Linked DNA regions of Mus musculus: region 1 is linked to region 2. Evidence: chromatin contacts called from public promoter capture Hi-C data. All regions are on one chromosome and are shown on one strand. Each heading gives the region's core, a stretch centred on a gene start, on an enhancer-like site or on the middle of the called end of the contact. The rest is flanking DNA. Distances are from core to core; before and after follow the strand shown.

The links. Promoter capture Hi-C pulls out the DNA fragments that hold promoters and counts their contacts.
Region 1: a promoter capture Hi-C map of second pharyngeal arch cranial neural crest shows a contact between it and region 2. The contact joins the promoter of Otx1 here to the promoter of Grb10 in region 2. A contact is called at or near these places in 3 of 39 promoter capture datasets (cranial neural crest, frontonasal cranial neural crest and second pharyngeal arch cranial neural crest) and 1 of 484 Hi-C or Micro-C datasets (embryonic stem cells).

What each region holds. Positions count from the first base shown.
Region 1 is chr11:22,000,377-22,003,247 of GRCm38.p6, forward strand. Otx1 (orthodenticle homeobox 1) reads right to left here and starts at 1,275. Exons shown (of 5, transcript NM_011023.3): 1 at 1,172-1,275; 2 at 746-813. It overlaps Gm32517 (a long non-coding RNA gene), which reads left to right. Exons shown (of 3, transcript XR_003949861.1): 3 at 58-208.
Region 2 is chr11:12,035,514-12,038,734 of GRCm38.p6, forward strand. Grb10 (growth factor receptor bound protein 10) reads right to left here and starts at 1,907. Exons shown (of 17, transcript NM_010345.4): 1 at 1,679-1,907.

The DNA.
Region 1 (2,871 bases), core at 25-2,524, about 10 Mb after region 2:
AAGCACACCGAGTCCCACCAGAATTTGATGGCCAACCCAGCGCCCCAAACATTCTAGGGATTTTGGAAGGCCTAGCGTGCCAGGTCGCGTCGCATCGGCCGTCCTATATGAACCCGATGGAGAGCAAGGAACTAGGCCTCAGGTTGTAAAGCTCACGCACAGCCGACCGGGAGGGCGAGGCTCGGCGCAGACACTCTGAGCCCACGCAGCTCTGCTCCAGCAAAAGAAGGGGTTCTGGGAGTATGACTGGGACCGGCGGGGGGCTTGAAGCTACATCCCAGGACCCAAGGGTAGGAGATTCCGGGGAGAAAGGGAGGTAAAACTAAAGCAGCTCCCCCATCCCAACTCCTTTCCCCGCCTCAGCCCTGGGGGACCCTCAGCCTAGACTAAGGGGGTGGGGGGAGGTCAGCGAGCACATAAGGCGGAAAGGAAGGATTCAAAGAGCTTGGGCCGAAGGGCCACAGGCCTGCAGCCTCCGCGGCTAAGCCCGGCTGCGGTGTGAGTTTTCGAGTACTTTCGTCTAACTTAGCAGCCCAGTTCCGCAGCTTCGGAGGAGGCGGGGGAGGGGGCGGCCGGCTCCCGAGCGGCCTGGGGTCCCCAGGGCAGCCAAGGGGCGCCCGGCCTCTCACTCCAACCCCGCCCACCTGCCCCGGACAGAGGTAGCGGGGGTCGATTAGAGGACGGGGAGACGAGAGGGGCCACCATCGTCCCGGGGTGGCGCGCGGCCCGGCGACTCCCTCCTTACCTGCCCTCCGCAGTCGCGGCTTTTCACCATCTACCTCTCGCCTTCACCGAGACTCGCCGGCAGCCAACCTGCAAAACGGAGGCGCACAGGTATTACCCCGGAGACGGCGGGACCCTAGGCTTTCCTCTTCCCTCAACTTCCCTCTTCCCGTCTCCTGCATTTTTTCTAGGAGCTCTGTGCGTGTACCTCCAGGTTTCACTTTATTGCTCAAACACTTTGTTGCAAAGTCCCACATGCTTTTCCTCTCAAGACCTGGCCTCGCCCGGGACCCGGGGGGTGGGGTGGGTGAGTAGGGGGTGTTCGAGGGACAGAGTTAGGAGGTGGCTTGCGCTGGCAGCTGCACTCTCTCGGAGCAAGCCGGAGGCGGTAGGGACTGGAGAAATCCTGCATAGTCACTTGGCAAACTAAATAAATCAAGCAATTTACCTTGTCGGAGTGGCTTGTCTTGCTCGGTTGTTTAGGTGATTGGAAATGTAGCCTGATGAAGATTGATCACCTTTCTACTGCCCTCCCCGGGTATGTGAACGCGAGGCGAGTGCGTAACGGGGCTCGGCCTCCAATAGGGGGCCTAGAGCGGACTGAGTGACAGGGAGCTGGGCAATGGCGAGCCCGGGTTACCTCCGCGCGCCCCCGCCCTCCCTCGCCCCCACCTCCTCCCTCCCCGCGCGCCGGCCCCGCCCCGGTCGCGCGCTAACTCTGGGTCTAGGTTGGCAAATTCCGCTCAGAACGAGTTGAGGAGGGCGAAGGCTGCGCCGGAGTTGCTGGCACAGAGGGGGCCCCGGGTCCCAAGGCTCGCCCGAGGGCCCCCGCCCTCCCCTTGCCCGGGCCGCGCTCCGGAGGAGTGGCGTCAAGCTGCTGGATAACCGGTTCCTGCTCGCGCGCGCGCGCCGCCAGGCTCTGCCGCACTGTGGGAGCCAGGCTTCCCAGGCCGAGGACTCGGGGCGTGCTGGCCCCTGGCACTCCTTGATGCTCCCTGGGGCCCCAGCAACTCCTCCTCCGCTCCCCCACAACCAGCGGTCGCCGCCGGCGCGGGCTGCTGAGCGGAGCCGGGAGTGGGGGTGCAGCTCTCGGCGCGCAGGGCGCCCTGCGGCGACCCGGGACTCTTGCGCCCAGAAAGAGCACCGGCAGGGGAGGCGCCGCCAATTCCCAGCTGCACAGCGTTTCCAGGGGCTCCCAGGCAGTCTCACCAAAGGTGTTCGCAAGTCCTAAAAGCTTCTTCGGAACCGTTGGAACTCAAATCTCCTTACATTCTCTCTCTCTCTCTCTCTCTCTCTCTCTCTCTCTCTCTCTCTCTCTCTCTCTCTCTCATGGATTTGATAGAAAACTTTCTTTTTCACAATCTGTCAGTCTTTCCAGATCTCCACCTACAACGAACAGTCTGGTGGAAAATGTGGCTACACACCCCGATCCCTCTCACTTCATTTTCTACACCTTACTGGAGGAGCCTCCTCGAAACAATTTCCCCGGATTGTTCTTACTGGCAGACCCCAGTTTCCAGCCGAATAAACTTGCTGAGATCGTCTTCTTGTGTGTACTTTTCAAAGCGAGAGGGAAGAGTATTTTCGGCCCAACCCCGAACAAGGCAATATTTTTACATGGCATCTCCTACTGAATACTAGGGACCACACTTACACTCTTTCCTAGTTCTTTTTCCTCATCTTCTGCCGTTCTCACCCCAACAGGCGGGCGAAAAGTTTGAACCACAGTATGTGCGTGGGTGAGTTCGGCAGCCGCCGAGAGCAAGGTAGAGCGGAGCACCGCGATGCCCAGGCCGCGCGGTCCGCTGTGGTCGCTGACCGGGTGCGGGGCGACCAGAAGGAAGGGGGGAGCCCGCTGAGTGAAAAGGGCCGCGACTGCCGCTCATCAAAGTGCTTCTCCCCTCCCCCACGCGACACTTTTCTTTGGAGTCCGAATAAAATACGGTAACAGAATATGACGGAGGGCACACTGTTTCCTTAACTGCTTCTCAAAGGACCGAGAGATCTTCTTAGGACCTTTAATAAGGCTTTGGTCGGTTCTTTTGTTGGTCTCTCAAAATCAACTCCTTCTAATTGAAGTTGGAGCTGAAAGCGAGCTAATGTTCAAAGAAAGTGGCCGCCAGACTAACGAAATTACATTTTTTTTTT
Region 2 (3,221 bases), core at 657-3,156:
TGGTTTCCAGACCTGTGAAATGGGGACCGTGGGGACCACAAAGTGGATAAAAAGCAACAGGGCTTTTGAAAGTGCCTTGTAAACTGCGAAATGCTACCTAAGGATCAGTGGCTACACTTCTCAGTTACGGCAATGCCTGCTGGGCTGCAACTCCGTCTGTCCTCAAATTCCCTCCCTGTAATGTGGCGACTGGCCCGTGCCAGTCTTTCAAAGGTTCCCAGTAAAACTCAAAAAAAGTATGTTCACTAATCTTAAAGTTTTGATTTTTTTTTTAAGATCAAAATTTGGTAGGCAAGACTCATTCCTGGGAGCACATTTGACCGCAGCACTCTTGGTGAAATACTCTCAGACTCCTTCATCCTTTGCCTTACACAATTCCCTCAGCTGCAGAAATCCAGAACTCGAGGTCCACTTCTGTAAAATAGGAACCTCACTAAAATATTAGCCTTAGTGTGTGCCCGCAGGGGTGCGGGGGGTGGGGGGGGGAATTTTAATGACTGGAGTTCTGGTAAAGCAGGGCGAAACGTTAAATTGAGCACCATTTCTGAAACTCAGGGGCTCCAAATGGCTGAATCAGCATTTTCTGAAACAAAGTCTTCTGGGCCTGGCCTTTTAAACAGCCGCAAAGGGAAAGTTGTGCAATAACACATATTTACTCACTAATGCTACTTGTTTTGGACTTATTCTTTGCATCTCTTGAATGAAACAGTTACAAAAAAAGAGTTTTTCAAAAACATCCTAAAGGACTAGAGCCTTGTAAAAATCACCTGTGGCTCTCCTACTTTTCGGTCAAAGCAAATGAAAAGAAGTTCGCGGGGTTTCTTCCAACGCCAAGAAAAGACAAATACATTTTTTTTTCCAAAGTGAAGAATACCCTAATTTCCATAACGCACATGCCGCAGGCCCTCGCCAGGCAGGCGTTTGGAGAGGCAATCAGCAAAGGCAGAGAGTTGCATCAGAAATTTCCTTCTGCAAACGGTACCGCTCTTATCACGTTTCCACCGCTGGCGGGCTGCTAGTTCGTGAGCCCTCAAACTTGGTGTTAGGCCCCAGCGACGGGTAGCGGGGCCACTAACAGACCCGAAGAAAGAAAGGGGTGGGGGTTGGGGAGTGTGTGTGGGGGGGTACGGAACCTCGGGCCGCGGTCCGGGCCGCGCTCGCTTGGGACTTGGGAGTGTCTGGCACCGCTGCCCGGTCCGCCTGGCGCGCGCGCCGAGGCCCGGGGCGCAGCGGGAGCACCCGCTTCTCCGGTGACCCCCGGGCGCCCACCCTCCTCCAGGGCGGTGGCCCCTGAAAGCGCGGCCGTGACCGCAGCCCCCGCCCGAGCCCCCCGAGCCGTCGCCGTCGGACAAGACGGCTCAAGAATGTGCCGCTCGGGGCCCCGCGCCTCCCCCCGTGGGCTGGAGCGCAGGGGAGAGCGTTGCGGGGCGCCGCAGCCGCGCGCCCGCCGCCCCGTCCCGCCATCCCGTGCCGCCCCGCCGGGGGCCCGGGGCGCCGCAGCCCCCCAGACCCCCCAAGGCGACGCCCTTCCGCCCGCCGCGCCTCGCGGGGCCCCGCGTCCCGATCGCGGGCGGCCCCGAGCGCAGACAATGACGGCGCGGGGAGCCGCCCGGCCGCCGGGCCCCGCGAGGCGCGGACCACAAAAGTAACTTGCCGCGGCTCCCCGCCCAACTCCTACCTGACGTGCAGCTCCTCGTCGCCTCCGCGTGGCCGCTGGCCACACGTTGCACGAGTCACAACGGAGAAAAACCGAAGGCAAAGCCGGACACTGGACGGTCCCAGTCGCCGTGCGTGAGACGGTGCGCGGAAACTTCGTGCTCCCGTGGGTCTCGGAACGCGAATCCCGCCCGCCACTGGTCGCAGCGCCCTTCCCTTCCTGCCGCCTCCCCGCACCCCACCCCCTCGATGGGCTTTAAACTCTCCGGGCCCCGCCCGCCCTCCCCGCCTCCGCCGCCGCCTCCGCCTCCTCCTCCCCCGGCCGCTTTTCCTGCTCCTCCTCCCGCCGCCGCCCGGACCGCTCGGCGGCCGCCAGCGCGGGAGGAGCCGCGGCCTGGGCGCAGGGCGTGGCGCGGGGGGCGCGGGCTCGCGGGGTTGGCGTGGCACGATGCTCTCCCGCCCGGGCGGGAGCGCGCCCACCATGCTTGCAGCGCGCGGGACCCCCGGCGCCACGCCACCGCCCCGGTGCGCGGCCGCGCCGGCGGAAGACCGACCGGACCTGTCCCGAGGGCCATTCGGAAGGGAATTGTTCGAAACTCAGAAAGTACTCCCCAACCGCACAGTTCAAACTCTTCCTGGGCTGCGGCCGCCCGACACCGTCGTGGGCAGCCCCGGGCCCGGACAAGGAAACTCGGGCTTGCTCACGGCGGGTCGGGTCCGAGCCTCACCTTTCTCAGCCTCAGTTTCGCCAGCTGCGTGTGAGTAGCCGAAGGAGGGAAGCCTGAGAGGCCCTTCATTGTTTTCTTGAGGCAGCCGAGCAAGCCTCGTGTCCTTTACCTCTGAAGTGGGGCCCTCGTGAAAGTAAAGCCCAGACGGGCCGTGCCCGGTTTCTAAAGTGACCCACGAAAAGGCAACGGGCTAATTTGATCGGCCCCTTCGAAATAATTCTTAATGTTGTGTCGCTTTTCTAGTACAGATAGGCTACCAATAATTACACCTTTTTCTTGAGTTTCGGCTTTGTAAAAGCAGCCCTGACCGTAAATCACCGTAGTTGAGAAGACACGTGGTGTGAAACATTTGTGAATTCTCCTTCTTCTCCCTCACTCAGGCCTCTGAGGTTTGTTCCTAGAACAACTGTAGAAAGTAGAGAGACTGAGCCTAAAAAGTAACTTCTTAAAAGTAACTTCTAGAAAGTCGAGAAGCTGGGAGTGGGCTCACAGCAAGGCAAAGATTTGAAAGCTGTGCTGTGTGCATTGTCCGACGCTCTTTTTGAGCACGGCTCGGTACCTCTTGCTTTTAACAGTGGTTTTTCCGACCTCAGATTGATGTAATCAATGAAAAGTTTTTCCTTTCCTATAACTGAACACTCACTCTTATTTCTGGCCGTTGGTCCAAGACTCAGAAACCTACAAGGTGAAAATCCAGAGAAAAGGATGTGAATAAGTCTTAGATTCCCGGGGAAAGGAACACAAGAAGTCTTTTGTAGACAAAGGACTCAAAAGCGAACCGAAGCAGAGAAAACTGGGCTAACTTTTCCCAAGTTGATTGGCTTCAAACTTTACAGT